Regions from separate parts of the Mus musculus genome. Here regions 1, 2 and 4 are each linked to region 3. The links are chromatin contacts, called in public Hi-C maps. All regions are on one chromosome and are shown on one strand. Each heading gives the region's core, a stretch centred on a gene start, on an enhancer-like site or on the middle of the called end of the contact. The rest is flanking DNA. Distances are from core to core; before and after follow the strand shown. Region 1 holds the start of Papln (papilin, proteoglycan-like sulfated glycoprotein). Region 2 overlaps Papln (papilin, proteoglycan-like sulfated glycoprotein). Region 3 holds the start of Acot3 (acyl-CoA thioesterase 3). Region 4 holds the start of Entpd5 (ectonucleoside triphosphate diphosphohydrolase 5).

Region 1 (3,401 bases), core at 724-3,223, 290 kb before region 3:
TTCTATGTGGTGCCACTCCTGGGCAGGTGGTCCTGGATTCTATAAGAAAGTAGGCAGAGCAAGCCATGGGGAGTGAGCCAGTAAGCAGCACCCCTCCATGGCCTCTCTATCAGCTCCTATCTCCAGGTTCCTGCCCTGCTTGAGTTCCTGGCTTTTCTTTCCACACTGATGTGGAAATGTAAGCCAAATAAACCCTTTCCTGCTGGATGGTGGCTCACACCTTTAATCCCAGCACTCCAGAGGCTAAGGCAGGAGGAGGATCTCTTATTTTGAGGCCAGCATGGTTTACAGAGCGAGTTTCAGGACAACAGCGAGTTTCAGGACAACAAGGGCTACACAGAGAAACCCTGTCTCGAAAAACCAATAAATAATAAATCCTTTTGTCTCTGACTTGCTTTTGGTCATGGTGTTTCATCACAGCAATAGTAGCCCCGTCTAAGACAAGTAGTTTTTGTTTTTTGTTTTTTTTTTAAAGAAAGAATCCGGATCTGGACTGGGGTTCAGTCAGTTGGTTAGAATGTGTGTCCAGCATGCATGGAGCCCTGGCTTTGACGTCTAGGACTACATGAGCTGGGCATAGGATCTATAACCGCGGCACTCAGGAAATCATCCTATGCTGCACACGGAGGCCAGCCTAGGCTCCGAGAGATGCTGCCCTGAGGCAGAACAAAAGGGTCCAAGTCCAGGCATCTGAAAAGGAGCCCTCAAACCAAAACCATCAGAAAAGGTTGCTTCGTAGCTGCCCCAGCCTTCTGCAGTAGGAGAAACCTTTTCCTGCCGTTTTTTTTTTTAACAAGGACCTTTGACCTAGTTCAGGAAGGTCGGAGATGGAGGCGGGGGTGGGGGGGGTGGTGGTGGTGCGGTGTGTGTGTGTGTCGATTGTGAGTGAAGAAACATTTTCCTTTTCTAGGGAGGTTCTAAGTCACATCACTCCCTTTGCTGCCAAGTTCATCTTTATCCAAGAATCCCCGTGTTCCTGGGCCCTGAAACCAGGTCTCTGTCCCCTCCTGCACTGGGAAATATAAAGAGCTTCCTGCTTCCCTCAGTGCAAACACCAACCCAACTCTGAAGGAGGCAGAAAAGCCAGAGAAGTGACAGGGTCAGGGTCAGCAAGGAGCCCCGCTTCTTTCTGTGACCTCCACAGGCCCGGGGCCAAGGCCCTTTTCTAGGGATGAATAAACTCTGTTTTCTGAAAAGGAATGTTTGGCAAGGAAATGTCTTGATTTGTGTGTGTGTGGAGGGGGGGGGTACTGTGGTGGTGGTGGTGTAAAAGCAGGAAGGAAATTAAATTTGCCACAAGTGGAAGTGGTAAGAGCCTATAGCTCTGATGCTAGCTGGTGCCCAGGGCTGTGGCTACAGTGGTTACCCAGCCTCAACTCACAGCCGATCTACACAGATTTTTACTGCCATGCTCCATTGGAATTGCAGCCGCTAGGATCAGGATGGAGTGAGTGGAGAGGCTTCAAAAGCGGGAAAGGGATGAGGTAAATTCATAGTGATGGGGAATCTCTCTCTCTCTCTCTCTCTCTCTCTCTCTCTCTCTCTCTCTCTCTCCTGTCTGTCTGTCTGTCTGTCTGTCTGTCTGTCTGTCTGTCTGTGAATGTGAACTGATTGTAGCCAAAGTATAAAATTCAGAAGGTGGTTGGACACCCAGGTGTGTCGGTGCGAGATTGGTGTAGCGAGGAGGGGTTTTGACAAAGACCTGGAGAGCTTGGGGCACCGGAAGTGGGACTGAAAAGGTGGCTGGCTCAGACCCAAGACCCAGAGCCCACAGGTTTTAAGAATAAGCAAAGCCTTGGCAGGAACCCAAAAGGAGGAGGCATGGGGCAATGCTGGGTACCCGGGGCCTCTCGGTGGGGGCACCGTGCTCCTTCAGGGATTGGAGGTGGGTGTCAGCCGACTGGGTGGGGGAAGATGGGGCGGGGAGGAAACCAGCCAGCCGCGGGGAAAGAAAGTCCAACCTCCCCTCCCCTGGCTTTCGTAGTCGGTGCTGGAGAAGTTGACAGTTGACCCAGGCTGGGCACCGATAAGGCGGCTCCAGGGCTTCAAGAGACAGGTAGGAAGGCAAGCGGGCGCCTTGGGCAGGGCACGCCCCGGGCATCTGAAGGCCTCTGCCCCGCCTGGCTCCTGTAGGTAGTGGTTGGCGTGGAAGTGAGAGACCATGGGAGATCTGGCTGTGAGGTGGCTGCGTGAGCACTGAGGAGGGTCTCAGCTCTACATCTGGAGCCCGGGGTGGGGAGTGGCGGGTAATCGGGTCCCCGCAGTCCAGCTGCTCTTCTCCTGGAACAGCATACCCCCCCCCCCGCCCCCGCCTCCTCTGTACTGCCCGGGTGAAGCCTGCAGAGCCAGCGCACTTCCTGGCGATGTTCCAGGCCACAGCCAGCACCTGCCAGGCACCCAGGGCCCCCGTAGGAACCGCGCCTCAGTGCCCCTGGGGTCACAGGGCACCAGCCCAGGTCAGGTTTGGAAGAGTCATCCTGACCCGCACGGGTGGCCTTAGGTTGAAGGAAGGAACATTATCAAGCTTTCCGGACTTTGGAATCGCAGACACACTAGGTCGCAGGTCTGGGCAGCGCCTGCAGTAGTGACTGGAGCTCTTGAGTTCTTCAGTCTCCCTCTGGTCACGTTCATCATTCAGGCTAGTCCGCCCGCCCGCCTCCCAGTCCCGTCATCAGTCAGTCCTTGATCTCTGCTGCCCCCAGCATCCCCACATCTCAAGTGCGCACTAGACCCCCTTCCAACCTTCTCCCCAGCAGTCTGTGATTAGAATGACTTGCTGACTGTGACAAATTAGCCAGGGCTTACATCCATGCGTATGCTGGTGTAAACTTTGCTGAACGTGGCTTTTGAACGCGATATTTCATACCTATAAAACGACTGCAAGTTGTTTTATTGTAAAAAGAATTCAGAACATCAGTTAGAATTACAGATTTTAACATTAACATACCTGTCAGCGCTTGTTTAATGTCCTGTACTGAACTGCACACTGCTTACGTGTCTCTGATACAGAAACATGTGCACACACGCGAGCACACCCCGCACTATGCAGACACCTAATGTGCGCATGCTCATAAGAGTGCTATGCCCGCACATGTGCACACCCTACACACAACTCTGGGTTCAAGCGGGCGTACTCTCCTTGTGAAGACTGAAGGAGGTGATCCTGTGCAGGCAAGGGTTGGCTTTTTGGTTTTAAAACAGGAAGAGAGAGAGAGAGAGAGAGAGAGAGAGAGAGAGAGAGAGAGAGAGAGAGAACATGGATGGGTGCTGAGGGGTCTCGGCATAGTTAAGCATGTACCCCAAGATTTGCACTTAGATTTTAAAAGCAGTTGAATTTGGGCTGAGCCTTTTTGTCCAGACTGGCCTTGAACTCCTGGGCTCTAGTGGTATTGTAGTGAATG
Region 2 (3,937 bases), core at 1,144-3,643, 260 kb before region 3:
CAAAACACTCCCTTCCCAAGGCTTCCCTAGTGTCCTCAGAGCTGTCACCTGAACAGCTTTAGAGACGTACCCATCCACATGTGCAAATGATACACTTCTGGGTCCGGACTTTGCGGCTCCAGATCTCAGACTTAACATCTCACAGCTATCTCAGACTCAAAGCATCACCTCACTGTTCACTCCTTTCTACTCATCAGTGAGTGATGTGAGTGAGTGAGTGGCGGGCATCAGCGAGCTGAGACCTAGTCATCCGTTTGCCCTCTTGGGGAGAGGAGGTAGGTCCTAGAACCACCATCGCCCAGTGACCAAGCCGTCTGGTTTTCTGTCTCCACCTCCTACATCTGACCTTCACTGTCTGTATACTTCAGTGTCCTGTCATCTTCTCTGTGTGCACGAAGCAGCACCTGCTCACTGCTTGCCCTTATTCCAGGGCACCCCACCCAGACCCTGCTCCCCTCAAGCCCCCAGCCACTCCCATTGCCTGCTTAAACATTTGCTAGGAACTCAAGAGTCCTGACTGGCTCCCTCTGCCTTCTTGCTTTGACAGTGACAGCTTGTCCTCAAGTTCCCAAATCCCCACAGTCCTCTTCCACTGGCCAGCCCTGCTGCGGTCTCCTCTCCTCACGTCAGCTGCCTCTTTCTTGTGGGAGGCTCTCTGGACACTGGCAACCTCTCCTGTGCCATGAAGGCACATGTACCCTTCCCCTGACCCTGGGGCCTGGCATTTGTCAGTGACCAGCTGGAGTGGGCTCCTTTGTGGATTCAGGGCAAATTGTAATGAGTGAGCTGAGTTGTGCCACTGGCTTTTAATGTCCTCCTACCAATTGAGTGCACCTGTCCCCTCTTCCCTGAGGTGTCATCTACCCACCCTCATGGGGAGAGAAGGTTAGCTCTGGAATAGCCTTGGCTAATGTCTTTCTCCTCTTCCAGGCCTCTCAGGGCGTATCTCTCCCGATGTTCTCTCCCCTCCAGGAATGGCCTGCCAATACAGGCCGACGGTCACCGTGTGCACCAGTCCCCAGATGGCACACTGTTGATCCACAACTTGCGGCCCAGGGACGAGGGCTCTTACACATGCAGTGCCTTCCGTGGGAGCCAGGCTGTGAGTCGCAGCACCGAGGTGAAGGTGGCCCTCCCAGGTGAGAAAGGCTCGTCATGGGCTTTGCTGTCCTGAAGGCAGCTGAGCACCAAGGGCCACGGGCACGTTCTCATCTGTGCTCACGTTCTGGTTACTGGCACTGTAACAGGGGTGGGTGTTTCTTATGGCCCCAGAGCCCTGCTTTACTGGGGCTAGCCCACCATCTAAGGCCATGGTGAAGATGTAGCAAAGTGGTCAGAGTTCTGTCATTCAGCTTTATCCCTAACATAATGTTCATGGTGGTTGGCTGCTAAAGTCCAAATTCTAATCAGGGTGGCAGAAGGCCCTGTGGGTCTGGGCTGTGGCTCAGTGCAGAGCTCTTGCCTAAGGCCTTAGGCTCTAGCCCAGCACCGTGACAAACACGGAGAACAAATAAATAGAAAAGGCAGAGGACAGATTCTTTGATCATTGTTGGCACAGTCTCCTTTCCAAATCACGTACAGTTTGTAATTTAAAGATAAAGATTAAAAATTTATATAAAAAATGGCTGTAGGATGGAAACGTGTGTTTTTGATCATCTAGGCATGTAATAGGATACAGTCACCCTCATCCTTTTTCCACGAGACAGGCAGCCAGAGAGCTGCAGGGTGTTCCCACTTGTTCACACAGCAGATTTGTGGCCAGCTGGGACTCAAGCCCAGGCTTTTTGACTCCTGATTTTACTTAACTTATGTAGCCCAGGCTGACCTTGAACTTGTTATGTAGCCAACGCTGGTCTCACCTTTAATCTCCCTGCCTCTGCTTCCAAGGTGCTACTGTGCCTGTTCTCTTAAGCTCCATCTCAGAACTCGTGAAGCAGGACTGTTTGATGTTCAAACTTGCAGGGGCTCTGTGTTTAAGTGACAGGGCAGGAGGGGCCCCTCACAGTGCTCTCCACAGGTCTTAGTGTTTCAGGGAGATGGAACATCAAACAGCTCAGAGCCTCCAGTCAAACAGCCAGTTCTCATAACCTGAGGTGCATCCCGAAGATGCCAGAGAAAGGGTTCTTGGCTTGGCGGTAATGGTACCAACTGCCTGGTGTGCTTGAACATTGCCGTGCCACCGGGGCAGGCCTGGCTGTCCTCCTGGATGCCAGACTGCGGGTGAGAACTGGCCAGGGGTTGAAGGTGTCTGCTACAGTGTTGCTTTGTGAGACTGACACTCAGGTTTCCCTCTGTGAGCTCCCTGGGACCCTAGGGCCCAGACAAGTGCTCTGCAATATGGAGACTCACACGGCTGTGACTGTGTGTGCCTGTGTGACCACACTCTGGTCAAAGTCCCATATGGCAGGACTTCTACCTTTGATGTTTCTAGAAAATCCTACTCATCTATACACTGATCAAACTAATAAGACCAGGAAAACCCAGAATGCAGATTTACTGTGGTGAAGAGAAGAGACCTTAGGAGACTGAGGATCTGAGCATGGTGATACATGGTGACACATGCCTATGAATTCTAGAACATTATCCTGACTTAAGACAAAACCTACCACACTACCAAACTCCTCAAGGGGACCTGGATGTTTACATTTGTGATCAGCCGTAGATGTGTCTACAGTGAGGGAAGCTTGTTTGACAATGGTGGCTAGTAGGCTTTTAGGCTTTTGGTGATGTGTGGCTGCCAAGCTGATCTCCCAGACACCACCCACGGCCACAGGCCTCTTTTGCTCTCTGCTGCATGTGGCTAAGAATATGTTCCATATTCTGGAGGCATCTCTCCAGAAGCCCGGCTGTCCCCCCCCAGCCTGTCTGTATTCCTTTCACTGACCAGGCTGCAGATCTGTTCTAACTCGTTGGTTTGGAGTCACATAGTGAGTGTCTCATGACTGGGAGCACTGGAGTTAGTTGGCTTAGGCTTTTCTCACCCTGGCTTGTTCTGCCCAAGGGTTAAGTGAATAGGATATATTGTGGGGACAAAGGCTGTCTGCTAACCATTCTGTCTGCCTCATTTTCTGAGGGGAGGACACGGCTGTGGGGCCAGGGCAGCAGACAGCACTCAGGTTTTTGCTGTGTGCCTGGTGGTAGGGACAGTGCTGCAAGAGCCTGCAGAGAGAAGGGGGGTAATTGTAGGATGAGAGAGTGGAATCAAATTCTTAACAATCACCAGACACTCGTAGGATATTGAGGGTGGCACGCGGGCTTGGGCCTCCGTGTAGTCTTAGAACTTTGAAGATTCATCACGTTCTCGGGTGGAAACCAGGAAAGATGGGGATATAGGAGACAGATGCAAGCTGGGAGGTTGGTGGAACCCAGTAGCAATAGGAAGATGGCAATGGCTTACTGACTTCCGGTTTCCCTAGGACTGACCCTACTGATCTTTCCTGCCAATCTGGGCCCATATAGCTGTCATTGGCTTTGCAGTTCCAGACAGTAGGGCAGGAAGTTAAATGTGGAGCCGTCGATGGTCTAGCCAGAAATAGGAAAGCCTGGAAAAGGCTGTGCACTGGGCATAGGCCGCAGATAAGGGTCACAGGAGGGCCTGTGAGAGGCTGCAGCGAGAGCTGCCTCAGCCCTTTCTCTCCTTGTCCTGCAGCGCCAGCCGCACAGTCCAGGGACCTAGGCAAGGACTGCATCGACCAGCCGGAGCTGGCCAACTGTGCGTTGATCCTGCAGGCCCAGCTCTGTGGCAATGAATATTACTCCAGCTTCTGCTGTGCCAGCTGCTCCCGCTTCCAGCCAAATGCCCAGCCTGTGTGGCAGCAGGGATGAAGGCTGGCTGTGGCGCCAGGTCTGGATAGTTTGCTGGGGAGAAGGGATGGTAAGACATGGCTTGCAGAGGGAGTCGTCTTTCAGATCCTGCCCCTCTCAGAAATCCAGGGTT
Region 3 (3,422 bases), core at 4-2,503:
CGTTTTGAAAAACCCTGCCTTCCATTTCAGTTAATTATCCTTAGAACAAGGCAACCTTCCAGTTATGTTTGACTCTCAAAAGTCCTCCAAAGGCTACATGCTAAACACTTGGTTTCCAGTCTGCGGCGCTACTGGGAGGTCATACGGACCTTAGGAGGTAGGGCCTGATGGAAGAGGTTCAGACCACAGGGAGCATGCCCTTGAAGGAGATTTCACCCCTCCCCCTCTGCTTCCAGCTGCCAGGAAGGGGGCAGCTCTGCTCTGCCACAGGTGTCCTGTAATGGTGTTCTGTCTGACCACAGACCCAGGGCAATAAAGCCGAGCTGCTGTAGACTGGGGCCTCTGAAGCCAGGAGCTAAGAGAAGCCTTTCTCCCTTGTAGTAATAAGCTGGGTAGCTCAGGTGGTTTGTCACAGGCAGGCAAACCTGATTCTTACATCTCCCTTAAAGAGTTGTGTGAGGGCTTTTAAAGAGCCATTTTCAGTACACAGAGCACAAGCCAGGCTACCACAAGCTATCTACCTTCGAGCCTCCTCCTCTACAAAACACCAAAAGATAGGATAAAATTCAGCTCCAAGAGTGACTAAACCACCATAAGAGGGATCTGAACCTCTATTTTTTGAAAAAATTTTTACAGCTACACAAATTTCCAAAACCAGCAGAGGTGCTTACACATTCACCAGGGACCAAATACAAAAAGTTCGGAAAGTGACATGAGGCTATTGACCATGGGATATATTTGATATATTTGATATATTGACCATGGGCTATATTTGAAATTACCTGACTGCAACCTTTGGGAGAATGTTTCTTCAAGAGTTACAAAGAATGGAAACGCAGGAGCGTCCCTGTGAGTGCAACCAGCGCTGTGGCAATGGGGAGTGGGGGGGGGGGCTGTCTCCCTGACTTATCAGAAACTTGAAGAATGAAATTCACTGACAACGCTTGAGGAATAATTTTATTACTACAGGTAGAAAGCTGACAGAATAAAGATGAAATACAGCAGAAAGCAGAATTCCGGAGAGGTTCCCCAAGAGAAGAAAATCAAATTCTTTGAGCTTATCTAGGGACTTCTTATAGGACTCAACACAGACAGTGGACCAACACTGAGGTAGATTATCTGAGTATGGGAAAGTTGAACATTGGAAGGCACATAGTCTATGCACAGTCACCTGGTCCAATCAGGGAGCTCAAAAGCTGTTTATGCTTGCCTGGTTAGGGCTGGTTGAAGCCCTTCTCTGTCCATCTCTGACTTCTGCCGTTATTAGCTCTTGACCTTGTCTGTCTGCTGGTAAGTGTTGCACTACTCCAACCTTGCACGGTCTGGCTAGTCTTGGAGCTTTCTGGGGTCGGCTAGTCATGTTATTTATCCTCTCTTTGGTTCTGCCTTATGTCATTAGCTCTAGCGTGACCACGGGCCTTTTTCCTTTTCTGTCTATGGAGAGTTAACAGTTATCACAGCTACCAAGACATAGCTGTGGTTTTTCTTGGTTACCTCATATTTAGCTTATAGTAGGTGCAGTCTGGAATAGGATTAGGTCATGTTTTTTTTGGTTTTGGGTTTTTGTTTTTTGGGGTTTTTTGGTTTGTTTCTTTCTTTCTTTTTTTTTTTTTTTTAGAAGCCACCCTTAAAACTTAGTCAGCTACAATTAGCTCCATTAGAAGCAAGACTCTGTTAATGAGCCACAAGGCCTTGTTTGTCTTTCTTGGGGAAGGAGCTTCGGAGAAGCCTGTCTACCTGCCAACCCTGACCCAACTTAGCTGTCTCTCGCCCAGCTGCAAGCCCTTTTCTCCCTCTATTCCCAACTCTAACATGCCTGCTCTCTCTTTCTACAGAGCAGTTGCCCTTGCTTTTGTAACACGTCTATTTACGAAACCTTTCCAAAAAACCCAGTTTGCTTGAACTTTCTCTCTCAGCTGAGCTGGAAAACACCAACTCCCTGCCCATTGACTCATTCTAGGAAACCTTTTCAGTTAAGGACAAATGGTTACACATCTTGACAAGGAACCGGACGAGCGCAGAGCTGGTGGTGCAGGCAGGCCCTGATTCCCAACATTTGGAAGGTGGGGGCAGGAAATTCAGGCCATCCTTAGCTACATAGAAAATTCAAGGTCAACTTGAGAGTGAGGAAACCTTATCTCAAAACAACCACCACCACCGGCACCGCTACCTGGAATGTAATTAAGGAGCAGAATCAGTCTGGTTTCAGCAGAAGTGGCTCCAGGTTCCACAAAGACTAGAAAGAGGCTTGGAAGGGGCGTAAGGAGAGTAAGGGAATAAGGGCTTGTTTGGCATGGATCAGTAGAATGACAGTTCCCTGATATGCTTTGGCACAATCCAGACTTTTGTAGCGGTATCTTTCCCAATCTTTCTTTTTAAACACGATTTCAACACGTACCAAGTTGTAAGACAAGATTAATCATTATGCATCTCCCGTACTTAACAAACGCTAACGGGCTTATCACAGAGGCTCTCTCTAAGAGAACCAGGAACACTTTAAGCTGTAACAGCAAGTCCAGGGAGGCCTAAAAGCCACAAAGCCAGAGCCACAATCAGAACCAATGCACGCATTTACCACCCAGAACCCGAACCGGATGGCACCTACTGTGATCCTGGAGCCCGCGGGTGGTTGCCTTTGTGACCAGCCGGTGCACATCGCTGTGCGCGGCCTGGCCCCGGAGCAGCCCGTCACGCTGCGCTCTGTCCTGCGCGACGAGAAGGGCGCGCTCTTCCGAGCCCACGCGCGCTACCGCGCGGACTCCCACGGCGAGCTGGACCTGGCGCGCACGCCCGCGCTGGGCGGCAGCTTCTCGGGGCTCGAGCCCATGGGGCTGCTCTGGGCCATGGAGCCCGATCGGCCTTTCTGGCGCCTGATCAAGCGCGACGTGCAGACGCCCTTTGTGGTGGAGCTGGAGGTGCTGGACGGACACGAGCCCGACGGCGGGCAGCGGCTGGCGCGGGCGGTGCACGAGCGTCACTTCATGGCCCCCGGGGTTCGGCGCGTGCCGGTGCGCGAGGGCCGGGTGCGCGCCACGCTCTTCCTGCCCCCAGGTGAGCAGCCTTCCCTCCTGTGCTTGCAGCCCGGGATGCTTCAGGGGTGCAGCGCAAGGGCCCCTTCTTCCCTGTCTCCCACACTTTTCAGGGGGCTCCCTGGAAAAGCCTTAAGGACTTGGGTTCATGGCTAGGTGAGTCGTGTCCTGAAGTGAATGAAGGTCACCGCAGGAGTTTAGGACCTTAGAGCATCCGAGTTCCCCCAAAGCCCTGTAAGCTAGAAATCTGCACTCTGATAGTAAGACCTATGGGTGGTTGTGCAGGGGTTCGCGTTTGACATCTGTTGCTCAAGAACAGCCCTTCAGGCAAAGTCAGCGCAAGCACTGGGTGACTTTATGATTTGCAGGGCTTTGGCGCCACCGCTCAGAATC
Region 4 (3,639 bases), core at 124-2,623, 360 kb after region 3:
CAACCAATTTTTGTAAAACAAACAAACAAACAAATAAATAAAAAGTCTAAATATACATACCTATGACAGAAAATGCCCCTACTCCCTTTCTGCTAGTTAGCAATAGGTGCTTTATAGATTGCTTCTCAGAGGTAATGTACATTATCTAAGGGAAGGTACATGATGTAGAGGTGATTCTACTCATAAGTTCATGGCATGTCACCAGAAATATAGTCAAAATAGGCCATAGCCGTGCTAGCAGAAGGTTCAAACGGTTTCCAAGGTCTCTCATCAAATCTACTTGCTTACTCTAACCGCAAAATTTACAAACCACACAAACCACGCCCTCTGGGGGGGGGATGAGGTGGGAAAAGAGAGATTTAGAGGTCAAAGATGTCACCTTACAGTTAGGGGCTTAGTAACTAAGGTCTCCCTAGAGAGAGGGGAGGAGGAGTTCTAACAATGATGTTTCAAAATAAATGTTAAATGAAATTTGAAGCGGAGTGATAAAGCAGAACCGCGCTTCACTCCCAAGCCTATTGACAAGGCAGCCACAATACCTGTCTTCCGTAATGACTCACTCACGCTCAGTGAATGAAGACATAATCACAGGGTTCCTCTTCTGAACCAACTAGAATACTGGATGGAGTACTACTCCTCGGGAACCCGGGTGCGAGGCAAGTGCTTGCAACTTTATGCAACTTGCAGCAATGGGACTTCAGGCACTAGAGGATGTGGGCGATGTTAACTAACAGGAACCTGGCGGTCGGCTGGAGCCAAGCACCTGCCACCTAGATCCGGGGACCAACGATCCCCCCCCCCCCCCCCCGCCACACCGCTCCAGGCAGGGGAGCCAGAGTCTGAGCACCGGAGCCCGCGGACCCTCGGAGGCTGACAGCCTCACTCAAGCCACCGCCCTCGGAAAAGTCAACTGCCTCCCTGAAAGCGTTTGGCCTGGGATGTCCCCGGGTGCACTGTCCTCCAGGGAGCCCGCGAGACAGAAGCGAGGATGGAGGGGAGGTAAGCATGAGGCGGGCAGCGAGGGCGCCGCCACCGAGACAGAAGCAGGGATGCGGGCAGGACCGCCACGGTGGCCGCGCCAGAGGCTTGGAAGATCCGCCCGCCCGACTGGAAGCGCTTCAAGCCTCACTGGCGCCGCTCCGATGCGCGCGGGGCGGTCGGAGAGCCGCCGGCCATGGAGCCTCAGGGGGCGCGAGACAAGTCGTGGGAGGCTAAGACGCCGCAGCCCCGCGCCCGACACCCGCCCCTGCCGAGCTCCCGGCCTCCCGCCCGGCTCCAACCCCGGGAGCGCCGCCGAGGCTCGTGCACACTCACCGCGCGCGCCGCCCTGGCGCGGACGCCCGCCGCCTCGGAGCGATCTCCGCCCCGCCCCTCGCCGCGGTCACGTCACGCGCGTGCGCCCTCCGCGTGCCCTCAACGGCGCGGAGGACGTTAGCCCTTCGGCGTGGTGGTTTCCTTAGAGACGGAGTCGGCCCAGGTGGCGGCCACCAGGACACCAGCACGGTGAGACTCCCGCAGAAGTCAAGATGCCGGCGAAGGACAAGAGGAAAGACAAGAGGAAAGACAAGAGGAAAGGCAAAAACAAAGGCAAAGAACCAAAGTAAGAGCAGCGCAGAGGCTCCCCGTTCCCCCTGCCTACCCTTGTCATTTTGCGGCGCTAACTGGATGCCTCTGTCAGGCTTTTGTGGACAGCTCCTGTTCATTCTTGATTGGCCCTAAGATCTGAGAGCTCTCCATTGTGAGACTGATATAAACACATTCTTTTCTATTCTAGCTCTTGTCTGAGTGGTTAAAGTTGTTCCTTGGGTCATTCAGGAATCCTCTTGGGATCAAAGGGAGCACGCGAAATGATTTAACTGGACGGATCAGTACACACACAAACACCACACACAGAGACACAGAGTGAACAGCTATAGCGCTAACCCCATGGATGGTCCCTAGGAATTGTTGCTAGAATGTCAATAGAATGACTGGGCTACAGGATGGTTCCTCAGGACTTTGGAGTCACACAAGGAGTTCAACGCCGTAGATGAGAAATGCAAAGGGATCGCTTAAGCTTGTGACTGTAATGTGAATTCTCTGGAGACAAGTTAAGTAACACACACCTCTGGTCGCATTGCTCTGGAGGCTGAGGCAGGGAGATCACAGCCACTGCTACATATGGAGACCTCGTCTTTAAAAACAAGTCTGAGTGTAGTTCAGTGATAGAGTGCTTCTTGTGCAGGGTCCTAGGTACCATCTCCAGCAAAGTAACTTAAGAGAGTAACTTTCTTTTTAAAAAAGATTTGTTTATTTTTATTTATATGCATACACTGTATGCTGTCTTTAGGCACACTCCAGAAGATCCCATTACAGATGGTTGTGAGCCACCATGTGGTTGCTGGGAGTTGAACTCAGAACCTCTGGAAGAACAGTCAGTGCTCTTAATCTCTGAGCTATCTCTCCAGCTCTGTACCACAGTGTTTTGTTAATGCTGGTGCAATCTTTATTTCAAAGGACTTTACCTTTTGAATCCATCCTAGGGCCTTGATGTATACTTACCATGCATTCTACTTCTACTTCTACCTGATACATGCATACCATGCACTCTAACTTTACCTGATGTATGCATACCATTCAGTCTTCTTCTTCCTAATGTATGCTTATTATACATTCTACTTCTACCTGATGTATGCTTACTGTACATTCTGCTTCTACATGTCTACATTCCCAAGGTCTTACTTTTTTTTTCCCCCATCTCTGCATCAATGACTATGGTGTGTGTTTTTCAGGCATCCTTAAAGCCTGGGATAATGTGTTACCAACAATTGAAGTACTTAACATGAAGTACTTACCAACAAATGAAGTACTTAACATACCTGCCCCAAGTAACCTGATCCTTTGTCTAAGAACTAAGCAAAACAAAACAATAGCAACAAAGGCTGTGGAGAGGACAGATATACAACAATTGTGTCTTCGTGTAGAACATGAGACCCAGGCTCACAACTGAGTGAAAGAGGAGAAAGGATTGCAGAGCACTTGCCTAGCATGCTCGAGCCTGGGTCTGATACTCAGCACAGCAAAGAGCAGGAAACAAGAATATGGAGAATGGAGTACATGAGAAGCTAGAGAGCTTTATGAAATACATTTGGCCTCTTATTTCCTCTTTGTTTTTCTCATCCTTTAAGTCATACTTCAAAAATAATTAATAGTCATACTCCAAAGTTCTCCTCTTGAGGAAGAAGCACCAATTTAAGTCTCTTATATGAATACTAATATATATATATATTATTAATGTATTAATGCATTAGTCCAACAATATATGCTTTTATGTGTCAGGCAAGCCAAACAAAATAGAAATGATACTAATAAATTACATGTTGTCAATATCTTCTTCTGCAGGAAAATAATCAAATCAGATGAACCTGCAATTGAAAGAGCCAAAGCCAATGCCTCTCTTTGGGAGGCCAGATTGGAAGTCACAGAACTCTCTAGGATTGAATATCGTGATACTTCCCGAAGACTGGCAAAAAATAATGAAGACTTAAAGAAACAGCAATATAACATGGAAAAAGACATTATGTCTGTATTAAGCTACTTGAAGAAGCAGGATCAAGAGAAAGATAATATGGTAGGTAGGTAGAAAACTGAACATCACAA

The links. Hi-C and Micro-C count contacts between places; a contact is called where the count stands out from the background.
Region 1: a contact with region 3 is called in a Hi-C map of bone marrow-derived macrophages, with 27 read pairs. The contact joins the promoter of Papln here to the promoter of Acot3 in region 3. A contact is called at or near these places in 9 of 39 promoter capture datasets (the C10 cell line, cranial neural crest, embryonic stem cells and 4 more), 2 of 15 datasets of contacts at CTCF or cohesin (embryonic stem cells and large pre-B cells), 16 of 484 Hi-C or Micro-C datasets (the G1E-ER4 cell line, the HL-1 cell line, LSK cells and 3 more), 12 of 115 datasets of contacts at active chromatin or transcription factors (T-cell acute lymphoblastic leukemia, bone marrow-derived macrophages, embryonic limb bud and 5 more) and 5 of 9 other capture datasets (adipose tissue, embryonic stem cells, liver and 2 more).
Region 2: a contact with region 3 is called in a Hi-C map of liver, with 2.0 times the contacts expected there. The contact joins the enhancer-like site here to the promoter of Acot3 in region 3. A contact is called at or near these places in 3 of 39 promoter capture datasets (embryonic stem cells and neural stem cells), 3 of 15 datasets of contacts at CTCF or cohesin (embryonic stem cells, large pre-B cells and pro-B cells), 19 of 484 Hi-C or Micro-C datasets (the Ba/F3 cell line, the G1E-ER4 cell line, the HL-1 cell line and 6 more), 4 of 115 datasets of contacts at active chromatin or transcription factors (astrocytes, embryonic stem cells and stem cell-derived neural progenitor cells) and 5 of 9 other capture datasets (adipose tissue, embryonic stem cells, liver and 2 more).
Region 4: a Hi-C map of liver shows a contact between it and region 3, with 1.9 times the contacts expected there. The contact joins the promoter of Entpd5 here to the promoter of Acot3 in region 3. A contact is called at or near these places in 1 of 39 promoter capture datasets (hippocampal neurons) and 1 of 484 Hi-C or Micro-C datasets (liver).

The regions. Positions count from the first base shown.
Region 1 is chr12:83,761,661-83,765,061 of GRCm38.p6, forward strand. It overlaps Papln (papilin, proteoglycan-like sulfated glycoprotein), which reads left to right and starts at 1,974. Exons shown (of 27, transcript NM_130887.3): 1 at 1,974-2,056.
Region 2 is chr12:83,788,183-83,792,119 of GRCm38.p6, forward strand. Papln (papilin, proteoglycan-like sulfated glycoprotein) reads left to right here. Exons shown (of 27, transcript NM_130887.3): 26 at 973-1,139; 27 at 3,650-3,937. The coding sequence ends at 3,825. Among named protein-coding and RNA genes, the nearest start is that of Papln, 27 kb to the left of the region's middle. Within about 2 kb of position 2,394, at least 23 of the 459 cell types and tissues checked have an H3K27ac peak or open chromatin away from gene starts, as enhancers often do. A contact at or near this core is called in cerebral cortex and liver, where this site is marked.
Region 3 is chr12:84,050,891-84,054,312 of GRCm38.p6, forward strand. Acot3 (acyl-CoA thioesterase 3) reads left to right here and starts at 1,254. Exons shown (of 4, transcript NM_001346701.1): 1 at 1,254-1,290; 2 at 2,583-3,051. The coding sequence starts at 2,595. Gm40474 (a long non-coding RNA gene) reads right to left here and starts at 2,887. Exons shown (of 3, transcript XR_872870.2): 1 at 2,606-2,887.
Region 4 is chr12:84,407,656-84,411,294 of GRCm38.p6, forward strand. Entpd5 (ectonucleoside triphosphate diphosphohydrolase 5) reads right to left here and starts at 1,374. Exons shown (of 16, transcript NM_001026214.2): 1 at 1,315-1,374. It overlaps Bbof1 (basal body orientation factor 1), which reads left to right and starts at 1,413. Exons shown (of 12, transcript NM_028377.3): 1 at 1,413-1,600; 2 at 3,382-3,610. The coding sequence starts at 1,527.